Linked DNA regions of Nothobranchius furzeri: region 1 is linked to region 2. The links are chromatin contacts, called in public Micro-C maps. All regions are on one chromosome and are shown on one strand. Each heading gives the region's core, a stretch centred on a gene start, on an enhancer-like site or on the middle of the called end of the contact. The rest is flanking DNA. Distances are from core to core; before and after follow the strand shown.

Evidence for each region. A called contact is a pair of places that touch in the nucleus more often than the background predicts.
Region 1: a contact with region 2 is called in a Micro-C map of tail fin, with 16 times the contacts expected there. The contact joins the promoter of suds3 here to the enhancer-like site in region 2. A contact is called at or near these places in 2 of 2 Hi-C or Micro-C datasets (skeletal muscle and tail fin).

Annotation. Positions count from the first base shown.
Region 1 is chr10:34,583,618-34,591,403 of NfurGRZ-RIMD1, reverse strand. suds3 (SDS3 homolog, SIN3A corepressor complex component) reads right to left here and starts at 4,780. Exons shown (of 12, transcript XM_015960524.3): 1 at 4,459-4,780; 2 at 2,911-2,980; 3 at 2,766-2,821; 4 at 2,512-2,583; 5 at 2,193-2,212; 6 at 1,930-2,086; 7 at 9-104. The coding sequence starts at 4,570. The region is part of intron 1 of taok3a (TAO kinase 3a); the gene reads left to right.
Region 2 is chr10:34,533,887-34,541,688 of NfurGRZ-RIMD1, reverse strand. taok3a (TAO kinase 3a) reads left to right here. Exons shown (of 21, transcript XM_070555557.1): 11 at 2,279-2,360; 12 at 7,146-7,313. Among protein-coding and RNA genes, the nearest start is that of pebp1, 21 kb to the right of the region's middle. Within about 2 kb of position 2,423, at least 1 of the 3 cell types and tissues checked has an H3K27ac peak or open chromatin away from gene starts, as enhancers often do. A contact at or near this core is called in tail fin, where this site is marked.

The DNA.
Region 1 (7,786 bases), core at 3,531-6,030, 47 kb before region 2:
AAGGATATCTGGTGCCGGTTTCCTCCGCTTGTCTGGAATTGGAACTGGATCGTTGGGCCGTCTCCTCAGCTTTCGAGTCATGATTGGTTTCACTTCCATTGAGTCTGTCAGTGAAAAAATAAATAAATACATTTCTGTTAAAGAGACAATCTGTAGTTTTTACCGTTAATCTCTGGAAAAATCCATCGAAATGTTGTTGAAGACGAATAAAATGATGCCCAGTTGTTGAAATATTGGCGGCTTCGTACCGTACAACCATGAAAATCGGGTCTGAAGTACACAGGGCGCAGGTCTAACATCTTGGGGGCCATATTAAACACCATCTTTGGCCGGCTCGTGGTCCTGCGCCTGGCGATGATGTCACAACAGATGATTGGCTGGACGTACGGCTCACAGAAGTGATGCTCAGAGATTTAGGCAGTAAGAAACCCAAACTTAAAAACAAAACGGCTAATCTCTGTCCAAAGCCAGTGTGAAAGAACACATTTACTGGGGCTGCATGGTGGCGCAGTGGTTAGCACTGTTGCCTCGCAGCAAGAAGGTTGTAGGTTCGAAACTCGGCTGTGGCCTTTTTGCGTGGAGTTGCGTGTTCTCCCCATGCATGGGTGGGTTTCCTCCGGGTACTCCGGTTTCCCCACAGATCACAACATGCCCTATAGTTAAAAATAATAATAAATTTGGATAAAAGCGTCTGACAAATAAATAAATAAACAAACGTAAACATAGAACAGAATCAAAAAAGAGACGCAATATATTTTCGCCGAGGGGTATTGCCGTAGTATGGTGGCGTCATCGGCAGGCGCAGGACCCCGAGCAGAACCAGAAACTACGGCACCTCTAAACTGTAAACGGCACTGCATTCTCTCGATGGCATTAACTGAAGGACCATGAGGAGTCACGCCAAGGTCACATGCTTCCTGCTCCACAGGTAACAACATTTACCATAATGCCTTTCTAAACTAGCAAAGGTCAATGGCGTCAACCTGCCCTGAAACACACGTACTGCCGCCTAGCTGCAGGAAGCTACACACCGCTACTTTAACATTAGAGACGCTCCCATCACGGTTTTGGTGAATGGTGTTTAGTGCCATCTTGTATCTTCTCAAAATGCAGGTTTTTGGTTGCGGCAGAAGCGTCTCAGGGAAGATACCAGAGGGGAGGGGTGAGTGTTTCAAACCTAGCTTGTTGTGTAGATTCACAGCTTTAAAGAGCAAGTCACCCCCAAATCAACTTATTATTCCTGATAAACTATATAAATGTGTGTCTAATCGTGCTGCAGACACGTGTCGTCAATAGTTTTGCACTTTAGTGCATTTTAGTTCAAATTTAAATATTCTGCCTAAAACTGTCAGTGTTGTGCCGTTGTCAGGTAAAAACTCTGCACCGCATTTGAATTTAAATCTGCCATCACTATTGGCTAAGAGGTACCCTAGAACGTCGGCTGGTACCATATGATGTCACAATGTTGTGAGCCTGTGTGTGTGTTTGTAAGCGGCTCCACACTTTCGGTCTGCTAGGCAACAGCATTTGTTGCATTTTTCAAACAGGAAGTGGGAGTGGAGTTAAGACTCTGGTAGGGGGTGACTTGATCTTCAACAGACAGCCATACCAGTGTTTCCAGAGCCCAGACTGATGAGAATGGCACTAAGGTTAATGTCTGACAGCAGCAGAGTACATTCATTTTAAGATGCATTTAATCTGCTGATGAAATTATTTATATAATTTCTTCATACAGCAAGTTAGCTTACAAATACTTTACAGGAAGACAAACATCCACACATGCTGTATGTTGTAATTCTGCTCAAAGGTAGAGATAAAAGTTTTGGTCCATATCGCCCAGCCCGACGTTAAATGTTCAGGAACTCATATCCACTCTCTTTTGCCAGTTTTTTCCTCTCAGGGCAAATAATCACTCTCAGGTTTCCTTACCGCCCGTCAGCTCCATTGTTAACTTCTCATTCTCTATCATCTTTTTCTTTTCCTCCAGCTCTGCGATTAGATTTTCCTTCAGCTCGACCTTTTTATCGTCAAACTCCTTCACTGCTGCCTTCTTCTCCTTGATGTAGTTCCGCTCCACCTGTTCCGTCTGGACGAAACCAAACGCGGGAGAAAAACGCCAGGAGTACGCTGCAATTCTAAATAAGTAGAATAGAAACAGCGCTTGGCAAAAACGCCTTGCTGGGCGTGCTTACCTCGAGCTGAAGGAATAAATCTGTAAAGTGAAAATTAAAACAATTTTGTCATTTAAAAACTCTTCAACAAAACTAAAAACAATGTTAGACAAGACTTTAGTAAGTTTGCTAAATGCTCATAGCCTCAGATTTGGGGGGGGGGGGGGGGGAAGAACATTTTCAAACAAATAGATAAACACAGCCTGCAAGCTTTTATCACCAGATGGCGGTGCAGTACATATTCAGTCTGGTTGTAATAAAACAGCATAAAGGAAACTCTAATGAGCTTGTTGACACAAACATGTAATCAGTTAAGTGAGAACAGCCGGTGTGGTCTTACCTGCATTTCGGAGTCTCTCTTTGTACTGCTGGTCCAGCTTCTTCATCCGTTTCTGGTACTCCTGCAATGTGCCTGCAGAAGGAATAAAAAATGTTCTGTATCCAAGATTAACTTCTAACACATTAAACACACAAGAAAAGCACTCATGTGGAAGCACACTGGTGTATTATACAGCTAATGGCAAAGGGTAAGCACTTTTAAACAGTATCTGCAAACAAAGAAATGCGTTTTAAACTAACTTTTGTTATTTATACCTTCTTGTAATTGCTGTAGTTGTCTTTTCAGAGAGGCCAGTTTATCCTGGTACATTCTGGAAAAGAAAGGTCACAACAAAAGTCATGAATACAAGCAAAAACCAAGACTTTAGAAAAAATAACGATTATATTTAAAACATCTTACTGTTCCTTGATTTCCACATAGTCATCCTCATCATGCTTGGCAAGATCTGTCTCACTGGCATCTTCAGTATCTGAGAAAAAGCAGACTTCATTTTAAAACTCTCCAGTGAGCCTGAAAACACTCACCAGGTGCGTTACTGCGTCTGAGAGCAGAAGCATGTGATGTTTACAGCGTTGTACACGCAGGACAGGTCTCCTGCACGGAGGGACGTGCGTGGCAGTGGTGAGATAATGGTGAACACCCTTCTCGGGATGCACTCTGGTTTGTTTGATTAGGAGAACACGGGAAACCCGCATTAGCCGAGTGACCGGAGAAAAAGTTCGGCTCGAACCGAGCCGACTTTTCCAGCAATGTAAGTTCGAATGAAAACACATAAACACGACGATCGATGAGGTGGCAGCTGGTTTGGATGTGGAGCTTTTGCCGCACGGTGCGATTAATCAGCGAAGTGACCGGCGGATTCGGTCAGTGTATCTGTCAGACCTCTGACAGCTCTGACAGCGACGCCGACGAGTTTCACCTTTTACCAGCGACGGCTAAAGGAAACTCAGGAGTGAAGTTTGTAAGCGCTGGATAACTCAGATCAGCCTGATTTTAACCTTCAAACCTTGGGACAAAAAGGTGACAAAGGCCCAGTTAAGCTGACACAGCAGCTTTCATTTTCAGTTAGCATTCGTGTGCTAGCCGGTTAGCTCTGACGTTTAAAGATAAAAAGATCCGATGCGGAGAAAAACAGGGAATAATCAACAATGTCCGTCTGAAAGTCGGCGTCGCGACAAAAGCAAACCTTGTAGTGTTGTCATGACCTTGTTTCCTTCTTGGTGTCTGTTTCACTGCTAACCGTCCGGTCTGACTGGAGTGAAAAGGGCAGAGCAGTGGTCAACCTGTCAACGCTCAAAGCTAACGTCACGTAGCCGACTGGCTAATTAACGATGTGTTCACCGTCTGGGGAAAAGACCCGGGGGACATAAAAAGCGCAGGCTGCGTCAAGATACGTGCAATAATATTATTATAGCTTGTAAATAATGACGTCAACGTCAAAATAATAGCTAACGTGCTCTGTGTATTGCTCAATCTGATCCGGTGGTAAAAGACTATTAAAACTGTGGTAGTTTTGCAACAAAAAATGAGCAAAACGTTGTTGCTAAACTTCCAGAAGCTCGTGCATACAGAATATAATTTCATATACAGTTTGTAAAAGAAATAATCAAACACGCTGACAATAAAATAAGCGTTTACTTGGAGTGTTACTGATAAACGCCACCAGAAACTCATTTTTCGCTGCTTTTCGCAGTGATTAGCGTGGATAGCTAACTATTGTGCGAGTAAGGCAGAAACGGACTCAAAGATTTCACATCTCCCCGCCTAGGGTTTCAAACAAAACTGTTAAAACATTCTCTTAATAATTTGTTTCTTCAAGCATGGTAGATTTGTATAATAGTTGCCCTAAATAGATACACTGAAGCAACAACCGCGAATTTCCGTTTCTGCTCCAGCAAGTAGACAGAGCCCGACGGCAAGTGAGGTTGTCGTGTATTATTTCTTTACCTTCTTCCGAATCCCTTCCCCGGAAACTCCGATCATCATCTTCATCTACACTGTCGAGCTCTTCTTCATCATTGTAATAATCCACTATAGGAGAAATTAATGTGGAAGCCATTTGCTCGTACGGGCAATGTAAACAAACAAAATAAACTATCGATTTGTGTTTTGCTGCTTGCTTGAAACTGCGCCTACAACTGGTAGGACCCCCAGTCTTCAAGGTGTCCAAGTATATGCCTGGTCAAAATCTCCATTTCAAACCGTTTCAAACCAAAGAAGAATATCTTTTTTTTTTTAATTACATTTTGAGTAGACTAAATGAGGATTCTTTAACGATATTCAAGTGACAGAAACATTTTCTGCATTGAAACAACTTAAGCATTTGGCATTCGTGAAATCAGGCAAACCGTTAACTTCGCAAACCGGGATAGATTTGTTTTTTTGTTTTTTTGTTTTTTTTATTTCTAGTAAGGTTTATAAAAGAAACGTTTATTTAAAAAAATCAGTGAGTCTGTTGCGAAAAATTAAAAGTATCATCTGTCAAATGCCTAACATCATTGCCTCTGTTGCTAAATCTTTTGAGAGTGTTTCCATGATAAATAGCCGATAAATGAATAAATTAAATCTTGGGCTGGGTGCTTGTTGTAAATTATGTAATGTTAGCCTAGTCACGAATCATTTTCTTTCTTTTTGTTTTTGTTCTGCTTCCTGTTTTTATTTATGTATTTGTCACATAAAAATTATAATGTGCTTATTAGTGGCTTGTGCACCATATATTTGCCAATAATATATTAAATGTGCATTGAAAGTCATCTGCAACCACTGATTAATATTTTTTATTGATACAACGCTTTTCCACAGAAATACAGGGAGAAGACGACTTGCCGTATGACCTAGCACACCTTCGATTATGTTCATCTTTAATACAATATACAAAATGCAACGAGTATATGTGTTTGACCACCGGTTTATTAAAACTGGCATATTAGACATCTGAAATGTCTAATAATTATTTTACAGCGAAAACTGTATTTGTTGTATACCTTAGTTATTTTTGTAGATTGATTAACTAAGCTGTGGTGTCTTTTCAAAATAAGATGTTGAAGCAATCACTGTTCTTGTTTATATGCATCTGTCAATATCATGCAGTAAACATGTAAATAAAGAATACATTTCCAAATCAAACATCTATTTGTTTTGTACTAGTGCATGCATTTCTAAACAGAATCCCTAGCAAAAGTTTTCAGTCACCTTAAATTTGTGTAGCTCTTTTATTTAAAAAAAATCCTTTCCATTGATGCCCGAAAGAGTAATAATATGGCATACTAAGGAAAATTATTTTTAATACGCTTGAGAGGCAATATTTTTTAATTTTAGTTAATGGTTCCCATATATTTAGCTTTTCAAATTGGTTGCATTTTGTTTTGTTTTAGGTCAAGATAATCTCACTTTTTCAGCAACATTACGTCTTGGAAAGGATTTTTTGTATAGCATCCTCTCAAGATAAGAATCACAAAGTGCTTAAAAAACTGAAAAAAAAAACATTAAGATTAAAAAAATGGGAGAAAATGTAATAACTTATGATGAAAAAATGTTGAAAATAAAAATTACTGTTGTAATAGCACCTTTTGATAAAAAAAAATCCAGTAAATAAATAAATACAGACCAAAGGCAGTTACATAGCAAATTATTGAGCATTTCACATGTAAATATAATTTTATTTGTTAAATAGATTAACTTTTACAGTACACCATCAGATGGCAGCATTGGACAGATTATAATCTGGACAAACCAGGTTTGCAGCTAACGGAACCGGGATGACTCAGTTCATGCATTTTTAATGACTTCCTAAGAAAATATGGTGTAGAATTCTCCCTGCTTTGGTTTGTGTTTGCAGCCTTTTAGTTTGAAGCAGCATCTCTGTTGGGACATGCCTCATCTACACGTCTACGTCGCGTTTTATTTAGTCAAACACGCATATAATTTTATTTAATATAAAGTTGTTTGTAACAAAACAAACACTGGCAGAGGAACTCCCTTCGCAGACAACTTTGTTTCCGGGCGCCTGTCAGAGAAACTGTCAGAACCAGCAGCGGGGGGTTTGTTCCGCTGCTCCGTCATTCAGGAAGTCGAGACCGACTGGCAGCGCTCCGCAAAGCCGCGCCGACGTCTCCAGAGTGGGATTAAATACTCCAGAAGTACGGATGCGTTAAAGCCAACCCGGACGACTTTAGCTGAAGGTGAGCGGCTTTTTCTCCTGTCGTCACGCTGCTGCTGTCACTGTTTGCCCCCCCCCCCCTCCCTCCCTCCCTCCCTCCCTTGACAGTTAACGGCTCGTGCCAAAGCCTCGCGCTCGCGAACTGAAAATGACACTACTTCCTCCTGTGTCAGCGGCTAAACTACCGTAGCTACGCGTCAGAGCTCCGAAAAGTGGGTTCAACCCGACAGTGGGGCTTTAGAGGTCGCACATGGAGTTGGGAACGACCACCGACATCGAGTGGGTTTTGTTCGGCTTCTGGTTTCGGCGCCACTCGACTCCACGGAGGCGGTGAGTGCGGACCCCGAGCAGCGCTCGGTGCGTTTTAAGTGCGTAGGTTTGCTCGTTAACCGCCACAAACGAAGTGCAGGTCCGCTCATTCTCCGCACCTGCTCCGTAAATTGGATGTTTACGTTGTGAGCTGACGGAGAAGCAGCTGCGCTCGTTGGTTTGCTCCAGAGAGGGGGTGAGTACGCGGGTCCTACGGGTGACAGGTTGTTGTGAAGTGTACGGCGGGGGGTTGCGGGCACGACGCGGTGACTGCATGCTGCTGCGTGAACTTGTCGTCTGTGTTGTTGGTTTTTAGCTTTGTCATGCAGCGTGTGTGTGTGTGTGTGTGTGTGTGTGTGACATCCACAACGGCCGTGGTACCTTCCATTATGTCTTTCATTGTTGTGAGTGGGATTTTACTACCAACGCGTCGTCACAATGGCTGTCCGCCGCACATGACTCCAACTCTGCTTTCACCCCCTCGGCGAGCACATACTCGCAATTTCTACAGTTACACGTCGGAAGATGCTGCATTTGTTTACCACACGTAAAAACGTCATTAAGCATTTTCTATTTTGATTTTACGAGAATTTTATTTGAATAAAAAACCACCTCGTGCATGCATTCGCTCGCTTAAATCAGCAAATAGAGGCAGGCTTGTAGGTGGCTGTCGGTGTAGATAAACCCTAAAACCCAGTCTGACCCAGCATGATGTCATCTCTGGTGTGCAGCGCGCATGAGTGAGAGGCAGGCAGCAGACCCTCGTTTGACTGCTAAAGTGTGTCATAAAGATTTATTTTAAGAAGT
Region 2 (7,802 bases), core at 1,174-3,673:
GCTCGGACATTCGGGAGGGACTCGGAGTAGAACCGCTGCTCCTCCGGATCGAAAGGAGTCAGTTGAGGTGGTTTGGGCATCTGGTCAGGATGTCTCCTGGACGCCTCCCTGGGGAGGTGTTTCGGGCATGTTCTGCCGGCAGGAGGCCCCCGGGTCGACCCAGGACACGTTGGAGAGGTTACATCTCCAATCTGGTCCGGGAACGCCTTGGGGTCCTGCCGGAGGAGCTGGTGGAGGTGGCCGGGGAGAGGACGGTCTGGAGCTCCCTAGTTGGGATGCTGCCCCCGCGACCCGGACCCGGATAAGCGGAGGAAGAGGACAACAACGAATACAACTCTTAATTTTTATTTAACTTAAAATATAAAAAAAATTCAAAACATTCAAAAAACAGCGTGTTGGGGTCCTTCAGGGCCTTTTTTCAGTCTAGTAGTGGTGGCAGTCGGCCACACAGGTGCCTGATTTTTATTTATTTATTTATTTTAATCGGCTTTTAAAAATAATTTCGGCCAGTGGCCGATATAGAAGAAGTGGAATAAATCGTCCCGATATATCGGTTGGCCTCTAATATATATTTGTCATTTAGGCCATCAGTTTTCAAACCGCCCCTCTACTATCGCTGTGCAACACTGTCTCACCTGACAGTTTTTATTCCTCACTCAACTAATAATTTAAGTCACCCTCTGAAAAATAATCAGTGGTAGTTGATTATTTCACATGAAATTAGCTTCTTTTTTTACCCCGGTCGTACCGATTTAAGAGTTTAAAAACTATATTTCTTCATTTAGTGTTTGGAAGCAAAATAACATTTAGACACAAAACGTTTCATTCTGTTTTCAGCCTGATTAAAACACCCACTGGGTCTGAGTGGATGTCCGTAACACCCTAAAGGAGGTTAGATCTTCTACATCGAGATGGTTTAGAAAGATGACAAATACATTTAATTTCATGTGTTTTACGGAGGTATAGTTCCTTTTTATTGACATATTAGTTATTTGTAAAATATTTGAAGTTCTTTTTTATTTAGTAGTTTTTTGGCATTAAAGGCGTGAGACACTAAAAACCCATTTTAAAAATCTTATTTCTGATTATAATGATTCACTCAGAGTTTTTCAGGCAGGCTGAACATGAAGATAGTCTCCTACACCTGTCTCCTGCAGTAGCTTCTGATAGAAAACAGACAGTGAAACTCTAGGATTGGAAAATCCTGACAGATCTACGTCACCCTGTCACTTACATTCATGGACTCACCCATGTTGACTCAGGCTGTTGTTGGTTTAGCCTCCAGGAAACAGCAGAGAACGTCTCGACTAGTAGAAGCTAACCGTTTGCTTTAGCAACTCCACCACACAGCCAGGCTAGTGCTATTTGTGGAGATCAAACTTCAGCGTTTCAAGTCAGTGGAGTCGTGTTGCTGTTATCCAATCTGAGGCGGGAAGTCCAAATATCAGGAGAAAAGACTCTAAATCCCGCTGTCTGAAGCTCAGCTGCGGTGTGGCTCACTTCTAGTTCCTGAAAATGGTGCACCGGTTTCCCCGGGGCCCCCACTCCCATCCCAGCATGACTCTGAAGGCATTCGTTCCCACTGCAAATGTATTGCATAATGAGTGTTCCACTCCTTTAAAGAGATTTATTTAAGGGAGGGCAGCAAGCCTGAAAGGGGCAGTTGAACAAGGGAACTGCGTTTGTAGCTCTGTTCTCTAAATAATGTCTATTTTTGTGATTTTAAAAATAAATCCTGCTCATCAGAAACGTCGGCCAGAAAAGCTTTTGTTTGCGTGAGAAGGTGTTCTCTGATGCACGTGTTCACGTGGCACACCTGTAGTGAAAGTGCATCGTGTTGAGGCAGGCGGCTGTGCACGTGGTTGCGGTATTTTTTGGAGAAGCTCCAGCAGCTGGAGGCACAAGCAACATCCAGCCTGACTAAACTAGCAGAGACATTAGCTCAGTAGCGTTTGTACAGAAACACCATGAAATGTGTCACACAGGTAGAGACCTGAGTCAGCTGCAGAGAGACGAGTGTCAGGTGGCAGGAAGAAGCCTTTTCACACACCGACCCTACGCTGACCCCCGGATTTAAGTATCGGTGTCATTAAAATCCTACAGCTTCTTCACCTTAACGCACCGCTCGCATGACGTCTCCATCTGTAACGGCCGTTTTTATTCACACAGCTCCTGTGGCCCGTTCGCTTGGTCCGTTTGTAGCTCGTGTGTTTCTCTGAAAGGGGAGTCGTTGACCCACATCCCAGTGTTTTTATTTTAGTTCTGGTTTGTTCCCCAGGTCCGATGCCTTCCGGAGCTTCGTTGACTACTGCCTACTGAAAATTCCTCAGGACAGACCCTCGTCAGGGGAGCTGCTACGAGTGAGTGGGCTTCCTCTGTAATCCTGCCAGCTGTGACCTCACTTCCTGTTTTAGTCAGTCCCTGAGCCATGAGGATGAGTCACACCCATCCACCCACGCACCCTCACACACACACACACACACACACACACACACACACACACACACACACACACACACACACACACACACACACACACACACACACACACACACACACACACACACACAGCCTCTTCACCGAGCACCCTGCTGGGAGCTGCTTGTTATTTCTTTGGCTTTTTTATTATTTTTGTTGTAGCTTTACTTCCTTTCCCATGAAACCGTCTTTATGGGGTAGCTTGTGTGTTTGCTGCCTCCACATTCCTTTGATCAGGCTTCTACTGGTTCTACTGGTTATTGATGCATTATAAATGCTTCAGGTTTTAGATGGAAGATGCTTCTCCCCATCCCCACTGTAAACAGTGTGAGCGAGTTGCTGCCTTCCTCTCCTGAGGCGCCGGACAGTTTGCCAGAACCTCTTTAGAGCCGATCGATAGTCTTTCTCCATGGCCTCACCAAACTCCTCAAATGCCCGAAAATTTGCCTCGGCAACTGCCACTGCTGCACCCCGCTTGGCTATCCGGTACCCGTCTGCTGCCTCCGGAGACCCACAGACCAGCCACGCCCTGTAGGTCTCCTTCTTCAGCCTGACAGCTTCTCTGGTGTCCACCAGCGGGTACGGGGGTTGCCACCACGACTGGTACCGGTCACCTTGCGACCACAGCTAGCAACAGCCGCCTCAACAATCGCAGAGTGGAACAAGGCCCACTCGGACTCAATGTCCCCCACTGCTCTTGGGACGTGGTCAAAGCTCTGCCGGAGGTGGGAGTTGAAGACCGTCTTAACAGGTTCTTCTGCCAGGCGTTCCCAGCAGACCCTCACTATGCGTTTGGGTCTGCCAGGTCTACGCGGCATGTTCCCTTGCCATCTGATCCAACTCACCACCAGGTGGTGATCAGTTGACAGCTCCGCCCCTCTCTTCACTCGGGTGTCCAAAACATACGGCCGCAGGTCAGATGATATGACTACAAAGTCTATCATCGACCTGTGACCTAGGCTGCCCCGGTACCAAGTGTACCGGTGGGCATCCTTATGTTCGAACATGGTGTTCGTTATGGCCAAACTGCGGCTTGCACAGAAGTCCAATAACGAAACACCGCTCGAGTTCGGATCAGGTGGGCCGTTCCTCCCAATCACACCCCTCCAGGTCATGCTGTCATTGCCCACGTGAGCATTGAAGTCCCCCAGCAGGACAATGGAGTCCCCTGATGGAGCACTATCTAGCACTCGTCCCAGGGACTCCAAAAAGGGTGGGTACTCTGAACTGATATTTGGCCCATAAGCACAAACAACAGTCAGGACCCGTTCCCCGACCCGAAGGCGCAGGGAAGCTACCCTCTCATCCCCAGGGGTAAACCCCAACACACAGGCAGAGAGTCTTGGGGCTAACAAAAAGCCAACCCCAGCCCTCCGCCTCTCACCCGGAGCAACTTCCGCAAAGGAGAGTGTCCAACCCCTCTCAAGGACTTGGGCTCCAGAGCCAATGCTATGTGTCGAGGTGAGTCCGACTATATCTAGCCGGTACCGCTCAACCTCTGCCACAAGCTCCTGCTCCTTCCCCGCCAGCGAGGTGACGTTCCATGTCCCAAAAACCAGTTTCCTTGTCCGGGGATTGGACCGCCAAGGCTCCCGCCTCGGTCTGCCACCCGATTCACATTGCACCGGACCCTTCATGTTCCTCCTGCAGGTGGTGGGTCCACAGTTGGATGAGCCCATGTATCCGGTTCGGGCTGGGCCCGGCCGGGCCCCATGGGCGAAAGCCCGGCCACCAGGCGCTCGCTCACGGGCCCCAACCCCAGGCCTGGCTCCAGGGTGGGGCCCAGTAACCCTCCGGGCCGGGTACTCCGACTCTTTAATTGTATATCCATGAAAGATCCTGTGAACAGTTCTTTGTCTCACCCTTCACCTAAGACCAATTTGTCATGGGAGACCCTACCAGGAGCACAAAGTGCCCCAGACAACATAGCTCCTAGGATCATTAGGGCACTCAAACTCCTCCACCACGATAAGGTGACGGCTCAAGGAGGTTTTTGTGTTTCTGACCAAAGTTTGTTTTTGACACAGAGCAGAAGATTAAAAGAGCAGCGTGAAGTAGTGATAACAATAACGACACCAATCGTTATCACAGTAAAGATAATAATAAAACATAAATGACCAAAACGGACCCCAGGAATAGCAAGCGTTATCGTTTATTTCATGGTTAAAAACTGAAACCTCCAGTTTAATTCTTAATTAATCTAACCCACGCTGCCAAACTAATGATTACACAAACAGTCACATTTAACTTTAGGTGTTTTAATTTAGTGACCATTTAAAAACTTTCCACGTCTGCTCCTAAGAAACAGACAGATGAAGCTAACCGTGTTTTCAGCGTTCATCATTTTGTTTGTGTGACCAACAGCTAATCCTATTGGGCCTCTAAGAGTTTAATGTTCTTGTTTATCATGCTGAACGGTGCAGAGCGCCACCAAGGCTTACAACACCTCCTTTGCTCCAGAGGGAAGGTGTGAGGTCTTCTAGCAGCTAATAAGGACCCGTGAGTGGTAAACTAAGTAGGATGGAGGCTTGACCGGTCTCTTCCTGACATTCCTGACCTAAATTCAGACAAAAACGGGCATTAAGTACGGATAACGACCCGTCCCAGTTTTAGAGGGTTAAAGGTGTTTGGTCTCAGAGATTAATACCCTGCTCTTGTTTTGGCTGCACACACACACACACACACACACACACCTTAAAAGGTAAGATCGGGTCACTAATCTGTTGGCCTTCAGGTCTTTGTGTTCTTGGCTTCAGGGTAAACGCCTCCTCGCTACCCGCCTGCCTGAGAATATTATAAATCGGAGAATAAAAACCACTCGCTCCTTCACATAGAACCACCCTGTGTTGTAAATTTGAAAACTTCCTAGAAAATAATCATTTTTACTTTGAAAATTCAGTCCAACCTCAGAATTTTACAGTTTCTGGAAGTGGGAAAAGTTTATTTTTTTTACTGTAACTTGATACATTTCTGAACAAAATAAACTAACAGAAAAAAGAAGACATTAAAATGTTTATTTAATGAGGACGAGTTTTTAATAAAGAAAATAAAAAACAGAAAAATGCACATTTTACAACCAGCTAGTTTTTGACTCTATAAGTGGCCTAACTGAAGATGCTTTTGCAGCAGATGATCATTTTAATCCTGCAGATCTCTAACATGTAGCAGGCAACAGGTTAGCTTAGCATGAACAGCCTGGATGGAAAATAAACATCCGAAGTGTTGATATTTGTCTTTAAGCATCATAAAGTCATGATATCTGAATGAATACATCTCTGAGGTCACATCATTTAAAATAAATCACTCTGCAGTAAAAACAAGAAGGAACTTTAGGTTCTTTAGGAACGTCGTCAGGAATTTTTCATAGATGGGAGTGAGCAGCCTCCTACTACAGTAGCTCCCTCCGAAAACCGGACAAATCTCACTCATCTCTGTTTTCAGAGTGCGATGTCACTCCCTTGTGTCCTGGCTAACCCATCACACACACACACACACACTTACATGGAGAGTAAGAGCGAGGCCTTCAGATGGATCCAAACATGCTTTTGTAGCATTTATCTTCTATTCTGGTTTCCTCAGGCTGCAGACAACTCATCCATTAAATCACTCAATCTTTTAAGAATGAGGGTGACTCAGAGGAACTGTGTGTGTGTGTGTGTGTGTGCGTGTGTGTGCGTGTGTGTGTGTGTGTGTGTGTGTGTGTGTGTGTGTGTGTGTGTGCGCGCGCGCTGAACAGGAAATCTGCCTTCTTCTTTTATTATCTATAAAAAGTACATTAAATGTTAAAATGATGTTTAAAAATAGTCACGCAGCTCTCAAGCCCACCAATAGAGACTAAATCTTTATGGAAAATAAATAAAAGAAAGAGTTGTTGACTAAAATGTTCCTCGTATCGACCCGTTTTTGAGTTTCACCGATGAGCACAAGGAAAATATCACTTTTATGTTCGATGGCTGCACACCGTGCATCTGCGGGTCCTTGGCTCCTTACACCTGCAGATACCCTGTGCACAGATTTTAGGACTTTTGCCTGATTTAGTTTTTAAAAATTCAGCCGTGTATTTTTCCCTTTGATACTTTTGTAAACCAATCCTGTATCAATATTTAAACTGATGAATATTATTATTTATAATGGAAATAAAACCAACGATCAACTATTAAACCTTACAGGAGTTTATCTACCTCAGCTGCTGAATGTACAACATTAAAGCCCCCAAAGGAAAATCTCTTGGAGAGTGAACAAAGCTTGAAGGATTGAGTCTGTTTGGACAAAATAACTTGTTTCTGTGGTGCTGAGACTCTGGATAAGCAGCCGACCGGCGCCCTCTAGTGATGGCCACTGCAGCGCTGCTCATATGCAACAAAAACGCATTAAAAGTCCAGCTGTGCTTAAAAATGAAAAGCTATTTAAGTACTTGGGCTGTTCTGCATAAAGACTTCAAGGTTATTTAATTCAAAATCTTCTTTCCAGCGTCGTTCATTGTTAGAAATAGTTTTTTAATCTATTTAAGAATCAACACAAATGTGTGTCCCTGCCTAAAAGAGCTAAATTAGCATGTTTCCAAGATTAAAAATCGACCTTTAAGGCTCTAATTATTATTATAAGGTGAGACATTAATGCCAAGCATGTTTTATCTGATTCTTGTTGTTTTCGTTTCCCCGCTGCAGCATGATTTTGTACGTCGGGAACGCTCGCCGCGCATCCTCATCGACCTCATCCAGAGGACCAAGGACGCCGTGCGTGAGCTGGACAATTTGCAGTACAGAAAGATGAAGAAGATTCTCTACCAGGAGAAACACAACGGGCCGATGGGAGAGAGCCAAGAGGACGAAGAGGTGGGAGGATGAGGAGAGGAATAGCTGCTAAGATAAACCAGAGTAACCCCGAGGAAAACAGGAAGCTGTGAAACCGAGTCCCTGACAGTAGAACAGATGCTTACCCCAACACGTCAAGTCACAGCCAAATGGAGATGACTCCATCTTGTTTTGGTCTGTTTACGTTTGTTTTTAATGTCCTAAAACATTTGCTTTCTTTCATGTAAACTAATCAACTCCAGCATCTGTCCGACCTTCATGGTGGAGCTGAAACCTGACCTTAAAGCTCGTTTTTCCTTCGTACGCAAAGATCGTCATCAGAATCAACAAATATAATGTTTGTAGTACAATCACTAGTCTCTGAGGACAACATGCTCACCGCTGTGGTGACATTCCTGGAAAGAACCTTCCCAGAATCCTGATAGACCGCAAAAACCTGTCAGGAGCATCAGATGCTAGACGTGGATCAGGAGATCCCGTCGTCAGCCAGCAGCTGCAGGTCTGCACTCT